2 separate regions of the Mus musculus genome follow, and region 1 is linked to region 2. The links are chromatin contacts, called in public HiChIP or PLAC-seq maps. All regions are on one chromosome and are shown on one strand. Each heading gives the region's core, a stretch centred on a gene start, on an enhancer-like site or on the middle of the called end of the contact. The rest is flanking DNA. Distances are from core to core; before and after follow the strand shown.

What was found. HiChIP or PLAC-seq counts read pairs in DNA pulled down with a chosen protein or histone mark.
Region 1: an H3K27ac HiChIP or PLAC-seq map of CD8 T cells shows a contact between it and region 2, with 10 times the contacts expected there. The contact joins the enhancer-like site here to the promoter of Prkch in region 2. A contact is called at or near these places in 1 of 15 datasets of contacts at CTCF or cohesin (CD8 T cells), 19 of 484 Hi-C or Micro-C datasets (CD4 T cells, CD8 T cells, the HPC-7 cell line and 9 more), 18 of 115 datasets of contacts at active chromatin or transcription factors (the 230-238 cell line, CD8 T cells, the SCID.adh cell line and 12 more) and 2 of 9 other capture datasets (adipose tissue and liver).

What each region holds. Positions count from the first base shown.
Region 1 is chr12:73,644,784-73,651,384 of GRCm38.p6, reverse strand. It overlaps Prkch (protein kinase C, eta), which reads right to left. Exons shown (of 14, transcript NM_008856.4): 2 at 2,030-2,093. Among named protein-coding and RNA genes, the nearest start is that of Prkch, 63 kb to the right of the region's middle. Within about 2 kb of position 3,439, at least 28 of the 459 cell types and tissues checked have an H3K27ac peak or open chromatin away from gene starts, as enhancers often do. A contact at or near this core is called in the 230-238 cell line, CD8 T cells, Th17 cells and 5 more, where this site is marked.
Region 2 is chr12:73,579,909-73,586,657 of GRCm38.p6, reverse strand. Prkch (protein kinase C, eta) reads right to left here and starts at 1,862. Exons shown (of 14, transcript NM_008856.4): 1 at 1,133-1,862. The coding sequence starts at 1,495. It overlaps LOC115488016 (collagen alpha-1(I) chain-like), which reads right to left and starts at 2,980. Exons shown (of 3, transcript XM_030247047.1): 1 at 2,891-2,980; 2 at 2,349-2,447; 3 at 1,523-2,228. The coding sequence starts at 2,980. The coding sequence ends at 1,563.

The DNA of each region.
Region 1 (6,601 bases), core at 2,190-4,689, 63 kb before region 2:
GGTTACTATACAAGCATATGCAAACATTTATTGGAAATAGTAGTGAATTTAGTAATTAAGCCATGGCATATAAAGCTAATGTACAAAACATAATTTCCATACACTAATTTTAAAATGAAATTCTTAAAATTCCATTTCCAACATCACAAACCTTAAAGTAGTTAGCAATAAAAAAAAATTAAAGCACAAGCAAGCTCTATATTGAAAATTATACAATACCAATAATACTAATTATTCAAAGCCATTGTGTGGAGAGATGTGCCATGTGGAAGACACTTATGAATAAGCTGCCAATTCTGCTAAAACTGATCTAGACAGCCATCATCTCAAATTCAATTTAATATCCAGAAGGTTCCTGTATGGAAATGATAAGCCGATGCTGAAACAGAAATCAAAATTCAAAATACTATGACCAGCTAATTATAACCTTAAATTCTAAGGAAGCACTAGCAAAGGTGACTTACATCTTACTGCAAATGGACAGTGGGCACAGCGTGTGCCACTACCCAAACACGCCCAAACATCAACATCCAGACTAGATAAGAGAGATGGGCCCACTCACGGGATCAACTGACTTCCAACAAAAGTTCTGTGGCGGGCCAACGACAATGGGGAGCTTTTACTAGTGTCTGTGAATATATTCTGAATTCCTGCTATATCACAGACGTTAAGGTCACACACTGGCTTCAACATAAAGTTGCAACATTAAAAAAACAAAAACAAGCAAACAAACAAACAAAACAAAACAAATCTCTGTGACCCTCCATGATAGACCTCATAAAGAAGACACAAAATGCTCAAAGTATGGAAGATGATGCTGACACACTGGGCTTTATTGTAAATAAAATCTCCTAAATTAAAAAAAATGGCTAAATTAAAAGCTCGGCAGGTTGAGGCAGAAAGGAAGATAAGTTTAAAGGTTTACCTGGACACTCAGTAAGATCCCATCTCAAAAAGAGAAGATGGGGAAGGGGCTATGCAAGAGCTGGGTGTAGAACACTTGCAGAGTACACACAAGACCCCAACGTCACTTCAGTTTCCAGGAGGAAGGAAAAGGGGGCAAGCAGAGAGGAAACTGAGACAAACAGTTGTCGTTTGCATTTTCACAAAGGCCCTCCATTCATAAGGCATAAGAACTTCCGTAAGCTGTATTAAAGGCAATTCCATCTAACTGGGGGGTTTGCGGTTGTCTCCATGGCAGAGTGACATGGAATACGATTGACAATAAAGATGAAATACTGAGATACAATGATGAATGAATCCATAAGAAATGATGCTAAGAAAAAGACACTAGACCCCCCAAAAAAACACACTATAAAATTCCATTTACACAAACTTCTAGAATGGGCAGAAATACTTCATGGGAATGAGACTGTATTATACGTCTTGCCTTGGGCCACAGGGGTGACCAACAGGAAGCACAGACAGAGAACCTTCTGAAGAACTGGACTGCAGAGCTGAGTCATTGGCTTATTTGCTGAAATTCAAGTTATTCACATTTGATCTTTCGTTTCACCATGTATAATTTTTTGCCTCGATTTTTTTAAAAAATGGCTTTTGGTTTGTGGGGGACAGTTTAGTAGCTGTCTGCCGAATACTAAAGCACAGAATTGGTTAAAGGATAAGAATAAAGTGGAGATTATGAAAAAGAGAACGCGAATCGCAAATTTCTTTTGGGGGCAAACCAAAAGCCTAGCACAAGACGCTAGAGTACAATACAACAAGTGTGACTCCAAAGAAAGAAAACGATCCAGCAGTTTAGCTAGGATGACAACGGGTAAGAACCGAGCCGCAGTGGACATGATAACAAAATTAACCGATCCACAATAGACGCTAACTTGTGGATCTGAACCAGTAGCCTGCCGGGCCACAGAGCTCACTCAGCTCAATTTACACTGTGGTTTTAAAGCATCTTTCAGGAAATGCTCCTGTTATAATTTCCATCGATAGACATTCCTCTTAATCATGTGCCAAAACTACACACACACACACACACACACACCAGAAACCACTCACAACTTGCTCTTACCTTCAGTGAAACTCCCTGTTAGGGTTATTACCACAAACACTTTCCCCTCAGGCTCCAGATCCACCTAGAAAGAGAGAGAAGCACATTATATTTTAATATTGAATTACTTTTTGTGACTCTTGAATAATTCTTTACGAGATGGCCTAAATGCATAAATCACAGCCACACAAATCCAAATGTGTTTCACTGTACAGTAGAGACAAAGAAATAAGCGAAATCTTGAGGAACAAACGGTCAAGCTTGGAAACTACGTACTCAGAACGCCCTTCCTCTTGAATTGCCTTCTCTCCCTCCTTTACCTTACTTGATGTGAGGCAAAAGCAAGCACATATTTGCTTCATGCTTTGGAGCCACCGTATTGCTTATCTAGTGGGAGCCTCACGTAACTAAACTACATGGCAAGTAAGTGGGCTGGAGGAGCAATGTCAATGCATTGGCCCATTCAACTTCAAAGGCCTAGTTTCATGGAGTCAATTGTACAGAGTCTCCGTCTTTTGATACCCGTCTAGTCCATGACAAGGATTAGTTACTCTTAACTGCTCAACAGCCATTGAAGTTAGCTATCAGCTGAGGCATCAAGACATGTACTCTAAAGACCCTCATACAGCAGGGTACCCAGAATGGAACTGCAGCATCCCCAGATACCTGAGCTGGCATATTCTAACCTCTCTGTCCACCCACATTTCAAAATCCTGCAACATGAGATGCTTGTGGATTTAAATGCATGCATTTATGAATGTCCTCAAATAGATCTTTCAGATTCAGCTCACGGCTCCATTCCTGACTCTGACCTTTCACCTACAGTAAGCCCATTTAAGTATAGACTAAGTGTAGCTAAGTATGACTTATGGGGCAGAATAGAACTTTAAATAAGCTGCAAATCTCATGCTACAACAGAGGACCCCTGCACTGAAGGACTGCATGACTCTACTGAAGGTGGCTCTGGAGTGGCCCCAGTCCTCCACCCCCAGAGCCTCCCTGTTCTCTGAGACTTTGGGGGGAACAGCATGAGGCATTTCTGGCCTGGCTGCCATCAGAGAACTTAACAGTGCTACCTATTGCTTTTACTGTACCTACAAGTAAACACAGATCCCTCAAGGTGGCCTGGTCTTTCTCTTACTTCACTACCATATATATTTTATTCTTAGATCACGCTCCAGTCAGACACCTTTCATAATGCAATGTGCTTTGTACTCTCTGAAGTCTTTACCTCTCTATTGTGGCAGCCAGTTCTTAAACTCTGCCTTTCTCTGCACAGAATCTGTGTCCAGTAAGAAGCCCACCTCATACATCACCCCCATGCTCAACTTAACCTGCTGGTGTCTCATGATGAACGCTAACTTACAATGTCATGTCACCTACCTTGACGGCACTTGTGAACCTCTATTGAGTGGTTCTGAAAATAGTCTCTCTGGAGAGATGACTAAACAGGATGTCAGTGTCTAATTGTCTCCTCTCTCTGCCTTGACTTGTTTCAAGTCAAAAAGATGTTATTTTTAAAAGCCACTCCCTCACTTTCAGCAAAGAGGCCTGACAAAGAACTCACACTCAACCTCACAGCACAAACTGCTGCTAGTGCTGCTACAGCCACTGATAGCCTGCAGACAGACAGACTACCAGGCTACCTCTGCCATCCTACACCCACAACCAGCAAGTGAGCCTTTGCCAACAATGCCCAGAGGGCCCACAAAGATGAGTACCTCATCTCAATGGGCTAGGAGCTCTCTGACAGATGTCAGGAAACCATACCACCCAGAATCAGGTGCTTACACACATTGAATAGGCTTGCCTCCTCCTCATTCTCTAGCATGATGGGCATCATGAGAGGCCAGATTCAAGCCCCATCTTCAAGCTTTGTCCGTGGGAAGCAGATGTGCTAAGACAGGGGACCTAAGTATGAGGTTTCAAATTGTTAAGCCAAGACTTAATCACAGGTATGGGAAAAACAAGTAAATGGATTGTATATTGCAAGGGACTTTTTAAATAAAATCAAACAGGACAGAAAGTATAAACACAAGTGTTAAAGAAGAGTACTGTTTTGTAAAACTTTGTGTATACATGTTCCTTTGTGTGCACGCATGTGCATATGGACACACATGCATACATGTAGATATGCAGGTCAGAGACCAACATGGGGAGCCTTCCTGCTCTCTACCTTATTATTTGAGACATGGAGCTCATACCTGAGCTCTAAGACCTACCTGTCTGCCCACTACAGATGCGCCAATTTTTATGGGGCGCTGAGGATCAAACTCAGGGCCTCATATTCGTGAGACAGGTAGGTACTTAACTGATTAAGCTACCCTCCCAAGCCCCAGTTTCATGATGTTTTGGTTTGCATTTTTATATGCATGTAAGATTTCAATGTAAAGGTGCATTCGTTTTAAATTAATTTACTGATTTACTTTGTATCTCAACCACAGTTCCCTCTCCCTCCTCCCCTCCCAGTCCTCCTCTCCCCACCCCCCTGTCCACTCCTCTTCTCTTTCTCTTCAGACAAGGGGAGGCCTCCCATGGGTATCAACCTGCCTTGGCAAATCAAACTGCAGTAAGACTAGATGCATTGTCTCCTACTGAGGCCAGAAGAGGCAACCCAGTAGGGAACGGATCCCAAAGGCAGACAGCAGATTCAGAGACAGCCCCGGCTCCTGCTGTGAGGAGTCCCACATGACGACCAATCTGCACAATTGTTAAGTATGTGCAAAGAGGCCTAGGTCAATCCCATGCATGCTCTCTGGGACCCTATGAGCCCAGGTTAGTTGATTCTATGGGTTTTCTTGTGGTGTCCTTAGCCCCTCTGTCTCCTACAGCCCTTTCCTCCCCCTCTTCTTCAGGATAAAGATGCTTTCTTTACTGTGTTATAGAGACATGTGAGATCATAGACCTGGAAAGACAAGATGGGCTGTTGTCACTTAATTCCTGGTGTTTGCTTTGATGTCCCCACTGCTAGCTGACTGCCTACATCAACAACAGGCCCGCTTTATTACACTACTCCACAGGAAGCTCTTTCTCTCAGAGCAGAGATGTACTGAGATCAATAATTTCCACTCACTGACTCTAGCTCTGTCCACCACAGCTTTAATGGAAACTGTCTCTCTAGACCATGATACATACTGCAACACCTAGAGCAGCTCTTGATCTTTGGTCCAAACATTCAGCTGGGACCCCCACCCAAATTACAGGTTGCACATATGACCAAGGATTAATCAATCAAAGCACAAGTCCCTACACCCGGATTGATGGACTGTGATGTTTAGCAATGCCACCTTGACAGAATTGAGAATCACTAAAGAGAACAAGCCTATGGAGCAATAAATATCTAGACTAAGTTAACTGAGCTGAGAAGAGCCACCATAAATGTGGGCAACACCATTAAGTTGGCTGATGTCCTGCACCAAAGAAAGAGGAGAAAGGAAATTGAGAACCAATGTTCAACACTTTCTACCTCATGACTGCAGATATGATGGAACAGGCTGCCTCAAGTTCTGGCTGTCGTGCCTTCCCCACCACCATGGGCTGCACCCCCAAACTCTGAACGTAAGAAACCCCTTCCTTCCTGAAGTTGCCTCTGTCAAGTATGTAACACAGCAACATGCAACTAATACATCAGCCTAGAACTGACACTGTCCCTGTATCCTGGCTATCAGCACAATGGAACTCTCTCCTCTTGGTCACTGCTAATTCAAGTTTAAGCATAAAGTCTAAGTAGATACAATTAGGAATTCTTAGATCTGCAAGAAAGAGACACGGTCTCACTTCTGCTTAGCTTCATGCTAGGATGTCAACTTGAAGTATCTGGCACCCTTGATGTCTCACAAAACTAAAGGATGAGGTAAAAAGCATGCGAAAGTGGACAAACAGAAAAGACCAAGATTTTATGATACCATTTCAACTTGCAACCCCTGCCATGCTCTAGCCTCGTGCTTTCAATTATTCAAGCTCATAAACTCCTCCTTCATTATTCAGCGATGCTGAACAGGATGTTCTATCACTCATACACAACACTCTGACGCATATAATAATAAAAAGAGAATAAACCAAAAATTCAACTACACATCCCTTGTGTATGCTATCTCCTATAATCTGATTTCTGCTTCAGATTCATCTCAGCCTCCCGTCAAATCCAAGGACTGGTCCATTTCCATCACCCAAAGACAAGTGTGTTCATCCCAGCTGATTTCTCTGTAGCATTTTTATCTTATTGGCAGTTTCCTTCCCCACCCCATCTCAGGACCACTGCTGCTGGACATCACTCTTCCATGGCCCTCCCCATTCTTCTCCAGCTTTCTCAGGCTCCTAGAATGCAGTCACTCATGCTCTCTGTCTCTGCTTGTCTCTGTTTCCCTGTTTATCTAGCTAGCTAGCATCCATCCTCTATCTGTCCACCTTGCTGTTCTTCAATCCTCTTTTCATTCCATTGGAAGATTCAGACCCATGATTTCCTGAGATGTTAAACTTTTGGGATGGAACAGAAAATGAGAAGATAATGCACCTCCAATAAGGGGTGGGCTGAAGATGAGATGCAGTGTCAGATTTAGTTCCTATGTCACAACACAGATCTTTCCCCCAAAA
Region 2 (6,749 bases), core at 613-3,112:
ATATATGGTGAAATTAACAACACTTCAAAGTATAAAATACATATATCCATGAATCTTTGTCACTGTCCATCTGGTTCTGCCACTTGTGAATTTCAAACAGATTCTGAATAGCGATTCACCTCGGGTTCCAAGCCCACTCCTGCCAGAACTGAGACCATTATTAAACTCTAGAGTCTTTACCACACACTACACTTTGCCAGACCACTTCGTTGTAATTATCATTTCAGTGTCTCAGAGTGAGCACAATAACCCCGGCATCACAAAGACAGCGTGAGGATTAAGACATATGGGCGTTCTGGCGCTGTGTGAGGCACTCGAGAAATTTACAGTAAAAATTCTATCTCCAGGGAACTATGGGAATGGCAGCAGCATATAAGAAGTTGCGGGCAGCTAAAGGTCAACGCAGAGGGAGGAGACCCAAACCTAAGGTGTCTTGGCCACCTCTTCTCAGAGGAATAGTTTGGAAGCACCCATACACCCAGGCTGACTGAACTTAAGAGCAAACAGAGAAGTTTTAAACCTCTCACCCCACCACTCCCGCCTCCACCCTCGCCCCCAATCCCCAAGGGAAAAGCTAAACAAAACTCTGCCAGGGTGCAAAGCCATGCACTCACTCTGATCCCTGCCAGTGTAGCTTTTGTACCTCTGGGATGTAATGGATGTGCATGCTGAAACACGTGTGCACGTCTGTGTGGCTGAACCAACATGCATCCATAAACACTATGAATAATACTCGCGAGAATGTATGGCTTTCTCCTAAGAAGTGTTTGAAGCACTTGATTCAAACCATATCCCTTTCATATCGCCCTTTCTCTGCTTTTCTTTATATGAGAGTTGTGATTCCCAAACCCCCTACCCCGGGAGGAGGGGGATGGAACTCTGTATCACTATTGGGCTTCCCCTAAGTGCAAAGTCCAGGTCCACAAAGAGGACGGATTCCCAGAGTCCCACCTGCGCCCGCATACACCCACGGCTGTCGCGTCAACAGTGCAGGCCACCTGGGAAAGGACCGAAGTCTAGAGGGAATTCCTTCCCCTGCAGGGCGATGAGGGAGCGGGACTCTGACGAGTTTCGAAAATTAAAAGGAGGGAAGGTCCAGCAGACATGGAGGAGTGAGGCGATCGCTACTTACCCAGCCCTCGAAGGTGTCCGAGGTACCAGCCGTGCGCAACAGCTCCTGGAACTGCAGCGTGCAGTTGGCCACAAAGTGGTCATAACCCAGGGGCGTCTCGTGGAAGACGGCTAGCTCCAGGTGGCCGCCGTCGGTGACATTGGCGCAGAACTCCTCGTTGTAGGTGGGTTTGTTGGTCTTCTGCTTTGTGCTGGTCTGGCCCACGCGTACCTGGTCTACGCTCACCGTCAGGTAGGGGTCCAGCAGCTGGTGGCCCTTTTTGAAGAGCGAGTGCCGCAGGGACCAGCGGGTGGGCTGCAGCCCTACAGCCTCTCCGATGCGGACCCTCAGATAGCCATTGAACTTCATCGTGCCGGACGACATGCCGGCGCTGCTGCCGGAGCCCCGAGGGGGCCGCGCTGGCTGGCACTGGGGAACCCGGAGCCCGGGCTCAGGGCAGTCCTCTCCGCTGCCACGGGCGTGGAGGCAGCTCTGGGAAGAAGCAGCGCCCGAGCCCCCTGCGACCGGCCATTCCGCCTCCTCGGAGGGATCTTCCCCTCCCCTCCTTCCCTCCCGCCCTTTCTCCTGAGGTGGAAAGGAGGGGAGCCGGGCTCCGAGCCCTCGGCGGGCTGCTGGGCTCCCGATCGTCCTTCTGGAGCGCGCGGGGCTCGCCCCTTCTCCGGGGCCGGCCAGATAGTCTCCCCGGAGAGCAGGAGCGACCCGTCCGGCTAGCTCCAGCTTTGGCGTCTCTGCCCCCGCCTCCGCCCGTTCCTCCTGCCCCCGCCTCCGCGGGCTCACGCTCTCCCCCACTCGGTGAGCTGAGAACCAGGAAGCAGCAGCAGCAGCAGCAACCGCAGCCGCATCCCGGCCAGAGCCGCGCGCCGCCGGGCTCCAAGTTCTCAGAAGCCCGGTGCGGGCTGCCACGCCTTCCGGACCCCGGGGGCGTGGCGCACCGCGGGCAGCACCGCCTTGAGGGGTGGGTGCCGGGGTTACGCGGTGAAGGGGGCCCGCACTCCCCACTCACCCCAGGGGCGGTTCCCGCCCTGAGTGCTCGCGGATCCCTGCTCCCGGTGGCCGGGTTGGCGGTGCGTTTCGGGCTGGAGGCTGCCCTAAGGGGCTGGACAAAAAGAAAGGATTCCAGGCCCACCGCCAGCAAACACCTGAGGCGTGGGAGACAGCCGGGGAGAGAATTGGCAGGACGGGTGGATGCGGAAAATCAGCAGCAGGGAGTTCCTACCTCCCACCCTAAGTAGTGGCCTGGAGACCCTGCCGGAGGGTGACAGAGCCCTAGCCAGAGGCGGGTGTTCTGTGGGGAAGGGGAGGTCCCTTTCCTAATCTTTACCGGAATGGGTCATCCCAGGTTCAGCTTAGACTCATCCTGTTTATGTGCCTTTTCGGCAGAGAGTAATTAGTTGTTTTGTTTGCGTATTTTTTTAATAGGGCAATGGTAATGATGGAAATCCTGTACTCCTTCCTGGGAGAGGTGTGTCACTGCACAAAGAGCAGGAAAGATTGGTTCTGCTGGAGACTGACAAGGCCAAGATGTAATAAGTCCCTTCCTCCGCAAGAGGCGGTTTGCTGGTCCACCTAGTCCTGCATTATAAGGGCAGCAAAGTGTTCACATGCGCCACCCTGACACACAGTGGCTTTCAGCTGCCTCTTCTAGGAACAAACACTCTAGGTTGTTATTGTCAGAGTGGGCAGACCCTAAGTTTACCCATCTCGTGACTTCTACAGGTTTTGTCTCCTAGGAACACCTTTTGGTCTAATCCATTCTACCATAAAGCTTGCTCCCTGAGGGCCAGCCGCAACCAATATGTCTCCTATAAAGTCCAGGCCATTCTTAAGACGCTTAAGGACGCTCACCATACTCGTTCTTACTGAACAGGCTGGTTGGTCGTCTGTCCCCTTTCTAGCACATGGTTTGGCTTGCTGAGAAGGTTCTGGGCAGTTTCTCATTAGGGAGTTGAGACCTCACCAGTAACAGCTTCACACTATAGGATGAGATGGAGAACAATGGGCTGGCCGGATGGGCCTCTCTTGGAAATACCAAGGCTTCCTGAAAGAGTGGGGCAAGGAAGTAGAGGGTCACTTCAGTTCAGGCAGAGCTCTCCAAAGTGTGCTAGCAACCCGTTTGTAGAGGTAGAGTCGGCTGGGTGAAAGCAACTCTGACTTCTTCCCTAAAGAGCTGGACCTGGCTCCTCCAGAGAGCTGCCGGTTCGCCTTAAGAACCACGAGGGCTCCAAACTTTGTCTCTGCAACTCCTTCCGTGGATATTTTATTCCCTATTCTAGGGAGGAATGAAGTATCCACGCGTTGGTCTTCCTTCTTGATTTTCTTGTGTTTTGGAAGTTGTATCTTGGGTATTCTAGGTTTCTGAGCTAATATCCACTTATCAGTGAGTGCATATCAAGTGACTTCTTTTGTGATTGGGTTACCTCACTCAGGATGATATCCTCCAGATACATCCATTTGCCCAAGAATTTCATAAATTCATTGTTTTTAATAGCTGAGTAGTACTCCATTGTGTAAATGTACCACATTTTCTGTATCCATTCCTCTGTTGAGGGACATCTGGGTTCTTTCCAGATTCTGGCTATTATAAATAAGGCTGCTAAGAACATAGTAGAGAATGTGTCCTTAACATGTTGGAGCATCTTCTGGGTATATGCCCAGGAGAGGTATTGCTGAGACAAAAGAATGGACCATCCAGAGACTGCCCCACCCAGGGGTCCATCCCATAATCAGCCACCAAACGCAGACACTATTCTATACACCAGCAAGATTTTGCTGAAAGGACCCTGATATGGCTGTCTCCTGTGAGGCTTTGCCAGTGCCTGGAAAATACAGAAGTGGATACTCACAGTCATCTATAGGATGGAACACAAGGCCCCCAATGTAGGAGTTAGAGAAAGTACCCAAGAGCTGAAGGGGTTTGCAACCCTATAGGTGGAACAACAATATGAACTAATCAGTACCCCAGAGCTCATGTCTCTAGCTGCATATGTAGCAGAAGATGGCCTACTCAACCATCATTGGGAAGAGAGGCCCCTTGGTCTAGCAAACTTTATATGCCCCAGTACAGGGGAATGCCAGGGCCAAGAAGTGGGAGTGGGTGGGTAGGGGAGCAGGGCGGGGGCAGGGTATAGGGAACTTTCAGGATAGCATTTGAAATGTAAATAAAGAAAATATCTAAAAAAATAACATAAAATAAATATGTGGAAAAAAAAAAGAACCATGAGGGCTGCTGTTCATCTTCTGCACTCTAAGAAGACTATCTCCAAATGAAGAGGAGCTACACAGCTGACCTGGGGTTGGGGTTGAAGGAACACCAGACATTTCACATTCACCCTACCAGGCACTGGGGTGGGCAGCGGCAGGACAGCCAAGTGTCTGATACTCCTGTAGGACCTAGAAACAACCAGCAGAAACATCACATGTGGCAAGTGTTGGAAAAGAAAGGGCCAGGGGTCCTGACACGTGTAATCCCTGTGGATAGATGATGTCCTCTGAAGAGGTAGGCAGCAGGGATGGGTCAGACTCTCGAAGAAGCAGCACAGTTTGACCTGTCTGGAGAAAAGACTGGGTAGCTGGAGACAGGAAAGATGAAAGTCAAGTGGGTAAGAGAATGCTGCATAGGTAGCCACACTGCCAGACTGAGGCTGGGGAGGAGACTCAAGAGAAAGGCTATGGACATTTCCTATGAGCAATCTCAGCAGCCCAGGAAGCTGTTAAGCAGAGCCAAGGCAGGGTGAGATTTATGGATTTAAAAATATTTCTTGGGCCATGTGGCCAGTCTATTGAAAAGAAGACGCCTGGGTGGAGAGGGTCCTGTGAGAAGGTTGCTGTTAACTGGGATTTTCCGGGCGGTTAATAGAGATGAAGAGAAATAGGTTGATTTGAGAACCGTTAAGGAGGTAAAACTGGCAGGTTTGGAGGCTGGATGGAAGGGAGGGAATGAGGAAGGCAAAGATGGAGCATGACTTGCAGAATACAGCTCAAGCAGCTGGGTCCATTGGGGAGCTGTTAAGGAGTTCCGAGACGGCGCTGGAGAAAAGATTTGTGGGAGGAGACGAAGAGTTCGATTTGAAACCTGTCGGGTTTGATGGATGCTTGATGCATTTAAGTGGAAATCTGAAATCCGGCAATTGGCTAGGTGATTGTGACAGTCCAAGGGACAGTCTGGGCTAAAGACATAAATTTAGGAGCCAAGGTATACAGATAGTAATGGAAGCCAGAATAGTGGGCGAAGCTCTGCTGTGGGAGAGGAAGAAAGAAAGAAAGAAAGAAAGAAAGAAAGAAAGAAAGAAAGAAAGAAAGAAAGAAAGAAAGAAAGAAAGAAAGAAAGAAAGGAAGGAAGGAAGGAAGGAAGGAAGGAAGGAAGACAGACAGACAAAGACGGTGCAGCATGAGATAAAAAGAACAAAGACAGAGCTACTCAGAAACCCTAGCATTTGTGGGTGGAGAGGGAGGCAGTGATGCCTAGAAGCAAGCATGAAAGGAAGAGAAAGGCCAAGAAGGCGCCGCGCACAGGTATTGTGGCAGCCAAAGGATAAAGAGTTCAGGCAGGAGGAGTGTTCAGCTAGGTCAGATGATGCTGAGGTTACATAAGCACAGAGCGAAGGCGCCCTGTGGTTTCGGCAGTGGACAAGGCTTTGGGGCAGTAGGTGACCATCCAGAGTGAGTTGAGCTGAAAAATGAAGAAGTAAAGAGTGTAACATAAAAACACAAGGTTTGGTCAGAACGAGGAGAATGTGCACTGAAGAAAAGGAGGCAACACTGGGAGAGGCTCTCAGAGAGTGGGTAGCAAGGCAAGACAGGAGAGGCGGCACCCAGCCCTGAAAATGCTGGAGCAATAAAGGGATGGGCCCTGCTTTAAAAGAAGTATCTAGCTGAGCTCATGTGGTCATCTGTGCCTCTAGACCCAGCTCCTGGGAAGTCTGAGGTAAAAGGATGACCTAAACCCAAATTCAAGTTCAGCCTGAGCAACACAGCCAGACACCAGCTCCAGGGTGAGAGAAATATCTATGTTTGTGTTTTAGTCTGCTTGCTAAAGCTGTCTGATTAAAGTCACACATGACAGTGAGATAGTTAGATTCCCCAAAAATGCCACAGGCAAAGTCCAGGTCACCTCTGATATCAGTCAAACTATTTCCTAGGGCACTCACATGCTCTCTTACCCTCTCTGCCCCTTTTGTCACATGCGGCCCCTTTTCTTCATCTCTTGCCCACATTTTTAGACAGGGTCTCTCTGTGTAGCTTGGAATGTCGCCATGCTGGTCTCAAACTTTCAGACATCCAGGGCTGTCTCAAAACAAAGAAATGATGATGAAAAAAAGGAGAAACCGGGAGCCGAAGGTACAGATCTGTAATCCCAGCACTCGTGTGGCAAGGTCTGGTGGATCTGTGTAGACATGGCTATCCGGGGACTCTACGTAGACCAGGCTGGCCTCAGACTCACAGGATCCACTTGCCTCTGCCTCCTGAGTGCTGAGATTAAAGGCATGAGCCACTTGGCAGGTTTTTTCTTCTCTCATTGTTTTCCTGGTTTTCTCCTCCAGGAGCTGTCTCCTTCTGGACAACCAGAGAAGAAAGCCACTGGCAGCTCCAGATTCCCAGCTTAGCAGCCCTGGCAGAG